Linked DNA regions of Drosophila melanogaster: region 1 is linked to region 2. A link is a contact called in public Hi-C data. All regions are on one chromosome and are shown on one strand. The core of a region is the stretch at or near the end of the contact, and the rest is flanking DNA. Distances in the headings are between cores, read along the strand shown.

The links. A called contact is a pair of places that touch in the nucleus more often than the background predicts.
Region 1: a contact with region 2 is called in a Hi-C map of the Kc167 cell line, with 2.1 times the contacts expected there. A contact is called at or near these places in 5 of 107 Hi-C or Micro-C datasets (the Kc167 cell line, the ML-DmBG3-c2 cell line, the S2 cell line and 2 more) and 1 of 7 datasets of targeted methods (the S2 cell line).

What each region holds. Positions count from the first base shown.
Region 1 is chr3L:4,530,496-4,534,530 of dm6, forward strand. Tie (Tie-like receptor tyrosine kinase) reads right to left here and starts at 1,650. Exons shown (of 6, transcript NM_079204.2): 1 at 851-1,650. CG11353 reads left to right here and starts at 2,675. Exons shown (of 6, transcript NM_168093.3): 1 at 2,675-2,825.
Region 2 is chr3L:4,464,181-4,468,434 of dm6, forward strand. It overlaps CG32241, which reads right to left and starts at 2,450. Exons shown (of 2, transcript NM_168087.3): 1 at 2,442-2,450; 2 at 925-2,290. The coding sequence starts at 2,444. The coding sequence ends at 1,046.

The DNA.
Region 1 (4,035 bases), core at 400-2,899, 66 kb after region 2:
GCTAGATGGTATTTGAAAACTCTATTTAAACTGCTTAATGGTCTCTGAAAGTCTAGGTCTTAAATAATTTTTTTATCTTCGTCATTAAGTCAAATGTTTTAAGTTATCTTGGGAAATATTTTGCACCACTTGGTAACTTCCTCATTTTCGCAAAGATAAAATTGTGAAGTTCAAATTGTAATAAATCTAAAAAATTATAGTAGGGAAGATTTTTAGGAAAACTTGACCACTGTATTCTCATAAAACTAGAGAATCTACTTTCAAGGAATTAGTCGTTAGAAAAGTAATTAGACCAAAATTATATTGCTAACACATTACTGGATTCTAAAAATAGTGTTAAGTAACCGTTTTTATCGGCAGCAGCTGTACAAAATTCTGGAAAAATCCCGAACCTCGACTAATTTCTACCGTTTAATTCTTGGAAATTCTGAAAGCAATTTGAAGGCTTTTCATTCCACCGTATCGAGTGCAGTGCTGGTGCTGTAACAGTTGCTTTTGCTCGAAACCTTTTTTGTGGGCCCGGTTGCGGTCTGTTTTAGCTGGAGTTTCTTTTTTTTTTTGGGTAAAGTTTTATTATGTTTTTTCGAATTGCTCATTGATGTCTGTTTGCTTTTGGCTTTAGTTTCGGCTGTGGCACCGTTACACGCTGCCAGGCTGATTTTGCACTCTCCCGTTTTAAAGTTCAAAGGTGTCGCTGTACGGTGTTTGTACTATGATTTTGTGTCGTGAGAACCGAATTGGTAAGACAGTTTGCACCATGCAGATGGTCAGTTTTTAAGGTACTGATTTAGTGCGATTTCTGAGGGGTTTTTGGTGTTTTTTTTTTCGGGGTTTGTTTTTTTGAACTCACTTTAGCTGCCATTGGTGAAGGCGATCCGCTGGTGCTCAGGTGCAAACGCATCTAGCAGATAGACTCATTTGAAGAGCTTTTCAGTAAGAGCGGGATGGCAATACATCCCCAAATTAAAAGCGGAAGATACCCAAGACTTTTTTTCATAAACTTCATTTATTGAGCTATAGATGCGTATCTTTCGGATTTCAGCAATGACAATGCACGGTTGTAATTAATTTCGCTTCAGACCAAATGATAATAACAACATTTCGCATTTCATTTTGGCTCGTTTTATTTCATTTCGATTCATTCATTTATTTATGCATTTGACCCGCTTTGTGTGGCTTTGACAACAACAAATTGTGAAAACAACAACCGAAACGAGTTGCAACAAATATACTTTGTACAACAAAAACGAAAAAAACACACGGCAGGTTGGCTTGTTTACTGGGAATTTTGCCCGTCGTTGGATTCTACGCAAAAAAACTTGTTGCCCGTCGTCTGGTTATTTTGTTTATGATTTTCATTCTGCACTTGTCAACTTTTTAGTATTCTTTCAACACACGCACAATATCGAAAAAACACACAGATGCACAGCTTTTTTTTTGGTTAATACGCGTATTTTTATGAATTTCGTGCGTTTCTTCTGCTTTTTGGATTTTCGGTTTCGTTTCAGCACCCACAACGTTTTTTATTTTGTTTGGCAAGCAGCGTGGAGTAGTTTCTCTATCTGCCTCTCGCTCGCTCTCGTTCGAAGGCGGGGGGTGGTTGCGTGGGCCGGTAAATCGCATGCGCGCGTATCGCGTATTCGAACTGTTGGCCTCAAGTTGCGCGAATCAACTGAGCGAAGGTGCGCGATCGGATGAGCGAAGCTTCCAAAGAAGAGCTTAAAGCGAAAGCCGAGCTTTTGCAGGTGAGCGAGACAGGTGCTACAGGTAGCTTTATACCGCAACGCCATCTGCCGGAGTTTTGGGGAACCTAATGTGGACACCGAACCGTTGGGAATTTAAATGGTTTAATTAGGAAAGGATAAACCCATTTATTTAAAAATTAAAATTAACACTTAGATTTCTATAACTACGTCATTTATTAAATAAAATGAATCTTCAGTAAAATTGAGTTACAAGTTACCTTAGTAATTGGTACCTGATTAACATTTCCCTTCCATCAAGCTTGTTGTTGCTCTTAATCACTACTAAAATTATTCCCTTTTACTTTTTACATCGTTGCATTTGCAGAAACCTGTTGACCTCAGGGTGTAAAATAAGTAACATAAACCCAATTAAAATGTATTTTGGAAGATGCCAGTTAACCTACAGATCTTGTATTTATGCAATTAATTAAAGCAATAAGTTCTGCACTGGAAAAAAAGCATACGTTTTTATGAACTAATAAAAATAATGCGACTGTCGTTAACAACTTTTACAATAAATGTATGTATTTAATGCCCCTAAAAAATGTGTTTTATGATTGCAGTTTATTGGCTTATTGAAGGGTCTGAAGATCCCGCGAAAGAGTTAAAAAAAGAGCCAAAATGAGAAGAAAGAGAGTTTCAAATGTGCGTGCAATTGACGAGCGAAATAGCCGAAGTCCAAGCAAAAAATAACGACTACTGACCACTGACAAATCCGGACTGAACACTAAAAACTGAAAACTGAAAACTCGGACTCGGGCGCGTAAGGGAGTCGGTCGTCGGGAGTCGGTCGTCTTTTGTTGATCTTGAGACTGAAATTCCAATTGTTGATTTATCTCTCGGCTGCTGCGCCGCGGCTGCGCTGCTGCAGCGCAGTCCCACTCGATTTGACCAGCGACCAAGTTTATAAAACTTTGAGCCAAAATGCAGCGGCGCACAGTTGTTACCAAAACGTTGCACGCGTCGTGGCCCTCATCAAAACAAAAAAAAAAATATAAGCGAAAATGAAAACGAAATTCGGTTAACGTCAACAGAAGCTGACAAAAGGCAGAAAAGACCGAAACAAGTTGCAGGGCCAGAGTAAGCCAAGTTAAATGCGAAAGAGAGGCAAGAGGCCAAGAAGAAAGAGTGGGCACTACATACATATAGTATAGCCAGCTAATCTGTTGTGCAGTGCGTTTTATCAGCCAGCGAAAGAAACGAAAACGAAAGTCGGTCCAAGTTCGGACTCAAAATCCAAACAGAAGAGACTCCATTCCATCAGAGACACGCGGATCTCATCTCGGTAATGTCTCAATAAAAGTAATCTTAACTGCCGCCGGAATGTAGGAAAAAGTGAAAATTGAAGCGCTTAACGTGTTTCGAAATACGATACATGAGAAGTTCCCAAAAAAAAAAACAACACCAATCAGTGAGTGGCAATTCCAGCGAGTTCTGTACTCTGTGCAAATAGGACTTGTTAATTGGGTTCTGATCAACAAGTGCCCACAAACAGTGTCCAATAAGCTGGCCATTAGTGTGAATCCGCATCTCACCCGATTCCCCACTCTCTCCGTACGAAATCTTTGACGATACCGCGAGTTCGGGAGTATTATGTAAATGCAGATCAAACATATTTCGAAATTCCCCAATAGCCAAAGTCCATATGCATATATATATATATATATATATGCACATATATCTCGATGGGCGTCTCGAGTCGTGCTTGCCACAAAAGAAGCGGCGTCTAAATTATGCAAAACCAACAAAAAGATCGCTTAGGAAAGCGAGAAAACGAGCAAAAAGCGTCAGCCGTGCACAGCGAGAAAAAAACAGAGATCCATAATGGGATTTCAATGTTCTTGATTACCAATAGCTGCCAAAGTCAAACTTACACAGAAAAATTTGGAATAACCTTAATGAGTATAAAGCAAATAAATATAGTTACCTAGTTCCATGATTATAACAAGTAAAAGAAATTTTACAAAGCATGTATATATTTTTCTGTGTATTTTAATAATAGGCCCATTTCCAAACGATTTTCATTGTTGATTATGAAATTGGTAGTTAATTTCTATCACAAGCACGCATAAATATTCCTAATATGTTAATCAAATTATCTGTTGCCTAACTACTTGTCTTTAAATCGAGTTTAATGGCTTGTATAAAACTGAAGATTTATTGGAACATTTTGTGAAGTAAAGCACATTTAAATTCTTGTTCTCAAAGATTTCTTCTTTTATTACTTTCGATGCGTTTTACGATTTACCCATTTTATTGTCATGGCCCACAAGTGGAGTAATCACATAAT
Region 2 (4,254 bases), core at 1,200-3,699:
GATCAGTGTTTGCTCCCATCCACGTGATCCGAGTGGCTCCTCACGTCTTATATTCAATTATGCAGCCCTGCCCGATGCCCGGCGGAGCATATGTATAAAGCGCATAAAAGCGTCGCTTCAACACGTTTCCGTTTCATTGGATTTTATGGCTGCAAAACTCGCGAAGCCATCGCACAATTTATCCACGCCAACTTGACATTTTGATTATAGTATAGCATCGCCTTTCAGTGGACGTTGGAAGATTGATTGCACTAGCCATTTGGCCATTGATTAGATTGGTTTATGTCTAGGCGGAAATTGCACCTGCTGTTAACTGCCAACGGGATCTGAATGGAGACACACCCACTTTTTGATTATCCAAAGAAAGCTAACAATGGCATTTTAATAACTGGAACAAGTAACAATATTATATACCTGATTTCAATACAATTCATTGAATTCGTTTGTTAATACAAATTCAAATTAAATAAATATATTTATAAGGTGAGCTAAATTTTTGCTTCTTATTAAATCCCTGTCAATGAACTAACATACATGTGTAAATTGCACATAAATATATATGTATAAATTAAAGCGTTAAACAATTTATTCTGTTAAAGAAGAAACTGCTTCTGTTAGCAAAGAAATGCTTTTAGAAAACGAAGCATACTTCTCGGGCTAAGTGAGTCACATTAAAACTCATAGTATAGCAAAAGGCGTATATGATATAACGTTAGATATGATTTACCTTTCCAAAAATCATAAGGTACTAAATTATACTTTTGAAATAACATAAATTTATACGATTTCATTTTTTGGCACTTAAATAGACAGATACTTGATTTAAGTAAATTGAGTTGAATTACGATAACCAAGCTTTGTGTTATTTTACTATATTCCCGACTATCAATAGACAGCTAATTAAAATCGAATGATTTTTATTTTCACGGTTATATCAAGTGGACTTGGCTTTCCTGCGACAGGGAAAGGCCAAGCCACTCATTCACAATTCGTTCAAAAATATGGCTAATACTTAATCTGTGTATTTACAACGAGCTTCGAGAGCCTAGAAGTTGAACGCGGGCTGGGGGTCGTTGGGGTAGCTGTATCCCTTCTGGACGGGGGGCAGGTACTCGACCTTGGGGGTCACGTACACCTTCTTGGTCGGTGGTGGTGGTGGGGGTGGTGTGTAGACGACGACCTTCTTGGTTGGGGGAGGGATGTACACTGGCGGTGGTGGTGGAGGTGGGGTGTACACAACGACCTTCTTGGTGGGTGGTGGCACGTAGACTGGGGGAGCGACGTACACCTTTTTGGTGGGTGGGGGTGGCAGGTACTCAACCTTCGGTGCTGGAGGAGCAGAGACCTCGAATTTCACGGAGGGCTGGCCGTAGTGGTAGCCATCGTCCTTCAGGATGCCAGTTGGGGGTGGAGTGTAGACGACCTTCTTCGGTGGTGGTGGTGGTGGGGGTGGTGTGTAAACGACCTTCTTGGTTGGTGGTGGTGGGGGTGGGGTGTAGACAACCTTCTTGGTTGGTGGTGGTGGGGGTGGGGTGTAGATAACCTTCTTGGTTGGTGGTGGCACGTACACTGGGGGAGGGGCGATAACCACCTTCTTGGTCGGAGGAGGCAGGTACTCAACCTTGGGTGCTGGAGGAGCAGAGACCTCGAATTTCACGGAGGGCTGGCCGTAGTGGTAGCCATCGTCCTTCAGGATGCCAGTTGGGGGTGGAGTGTAGACGACCTTCTTCGGTGGTGGTGGTGGTGGGGGTGGTGTGTAGACGACCTTCTTGGTTGGTGGTGGTGGGGGTGGTGTGTAGACGACCTTCTTGGTTGGTGGTGGTGGGGGTGGTGTGTAGACGACCTTCTTGGTTGGTGGTGGTGGGGGTGGGGTGTAGACAACCTTCTTGGTTGGGGGTGGCACATACACTGGGGGAGGGGCGATAACCACCTTCTTGGTCGGAGGAGGCAGGTACTCAACCTTCGGTGGTGGAGGAGCAGAGACCTCGAATTTCACGGAGGGCTGTCCGTAGTGGTAACCATCGTCCTTGAGGACACCGGCGGGCTCGGAGGGGATGACCACTGGTGGTGTGTAGACGGGGCGAGGGGGTGTGGGCTTGGGCTTGGGGGCCTCGTAGACCACTACTCTTGGTGGGGCAGACTCGTGGGGCACATACGGCACGTCGATGACGACCGGAGCGCTAGGTGGCGCATAGTGGTATCCATCCTCCTGCAGGTTGTTGCTGTTCGAGAACAGATGAGAAACATCTGCGCTGGCCACGGCCACCAGGGCAAAAGCTATCAGGAATTTCTGCGAAGAAAACACAGATCGGTAAGCAAAGCTTGCATTTTAGGTGTCCATAGATATTCCACGGTCTGCCAGCTCGGTATTCGTATCCACCACCGAGTGCAGCGCTCTAATCCTCGATACTCCATTTCCGTTCCTCGGCTTGTGGTCTTACCATTTTGCTCAGATCCAATTCAACACCTCGAAGGTAGAGTTGTGACTGTGCCTTTTCTACTCGGGTCTACATTATTTATAGTTCAGCGCGCCTCAGGATGGCCAAAAGAGATTTCACGGCAGAAGCTTCTCGTCGGAGCTCCGAAAACTTAACAGAACCTGCTTGGTTTGGTTAACCGGCTGCTGCTGACGTTTCTGAGTCTTCTGGCTACGCAGCTCCCTCAGAACGACACCCATAAACTTACGGTCTATCTCGTTCTCTGTCGCGTCCCAGGCGAAATTTTATATTTTGGCGACAAATTTAGATTTTGGCCAGGGCAACAAAATGAAAAAAGCGCCTAGCACATCCAAGTAGAACCCACCTAAATGAACTCGAATATAATAAAAATCATAATCCAAAGAAAGCAAAAAGACTACTTTTAAATATGTGATAACTTAAAAGCTGAGTCTGCGCTTCGTGAGCTGTTTGAAAAGATTTAATTTAAATTCTAGAAAAACCGGTGAAATATAGACGATCGCGTGGAAGAACTCAGAAAGTGGAGGCGCAGAAGTGCTGGAATTTCGGGGAATGGAAGTCCCGCATGGGCTCGCAATTTCATGCTCGTTAATCTGCAAATATTTGGATAGTTGTGATCGATAACCAGCAGGGGTGCTCCACCATATGACAGTCAATTTGGAGAAGATGGAGCCACTTCGCACTTCACAACATAGACAATGGCACTCTTTAAATGATCCCCCACATAAATCTAGTTTAGAGCCACGTTCCACGCTGGTTAGCGCGACGAAAAGCATAAATTAATTTCGCATTGATTTGGTTCTATAAAAAAAAACCGATTTCAGTATGTTTTATTTATGAGAGCGTTCGTGGATTTGCATAAATTCTCCCAAAAGTTCCGTCTGTGGCTAGAGGCCCCAAATTATCTCTCCCTACGAAAAAAAAAAAATATTCACACTCTCGAAGGGCAACCTTCAGACAAACGTCATCCAAGTGCATGAATCAGTCATCGGAAGTGGAACCGGTTGCTTATGCAGTGCCCTCCTCAAACTGACCTTTGCCATGGACCGTTGCAAGGGCAACCACAATCCCAGCTTAACCCACTGTTCCAGATTCCTGTCATCTTCTCTTTTAAACGCAATTGATAAATCGATTTACGCGCGTCGAAAGTTGCACTCTTAAACTGATTTTTAATGTTGGTCATTTGAATTCCTACCATCAAACTTGATTGTTATACAATCGATTTGAATTTTAATGAAGTCCATTTATTTTTGCAATAATCGCAAACAAATCTTTTTCTTCAGATTGTGCCGTTAATTGCTTCTCGATTCAAATACATTATTATCCTCTTCGGCTATGACGTACAAGATGGATAGTATTCCAAGAATTCCCACCAAACGTGGCTAGGTCGATCGTTGACCGACGCAATAATTTGATCCATGCTGTTCTTTTTTTTAGAATTCCGGGGGTTTTTCGCTTAATTTCCATTTAGAAGTTGTATTGCGTAATCTATAGGGCAAATCTCTCAGTATCGAAGAAATCTGGTTTGCTTGTCAGACTTAGTGCGAACTATCTACGTCATGACTTGGACTTAGTCGTCAATCAAGTGATTATTAAACGTGCCATAGTCATCGATTAATCACGATGGTTAATTTTTGAATGGCTGTTAGCGACTCTGGCAATTTGTCGGAATTTGATGTGTGTGATCTGACCCGAGCGGATCAAAGTTTCCGGCATTTAAATGAGTTCTCAGACCATCATCTACCCGCTAATATAAAAAATTAGCTCTGATTACTTCATCTGAAATGAAAACAACGCT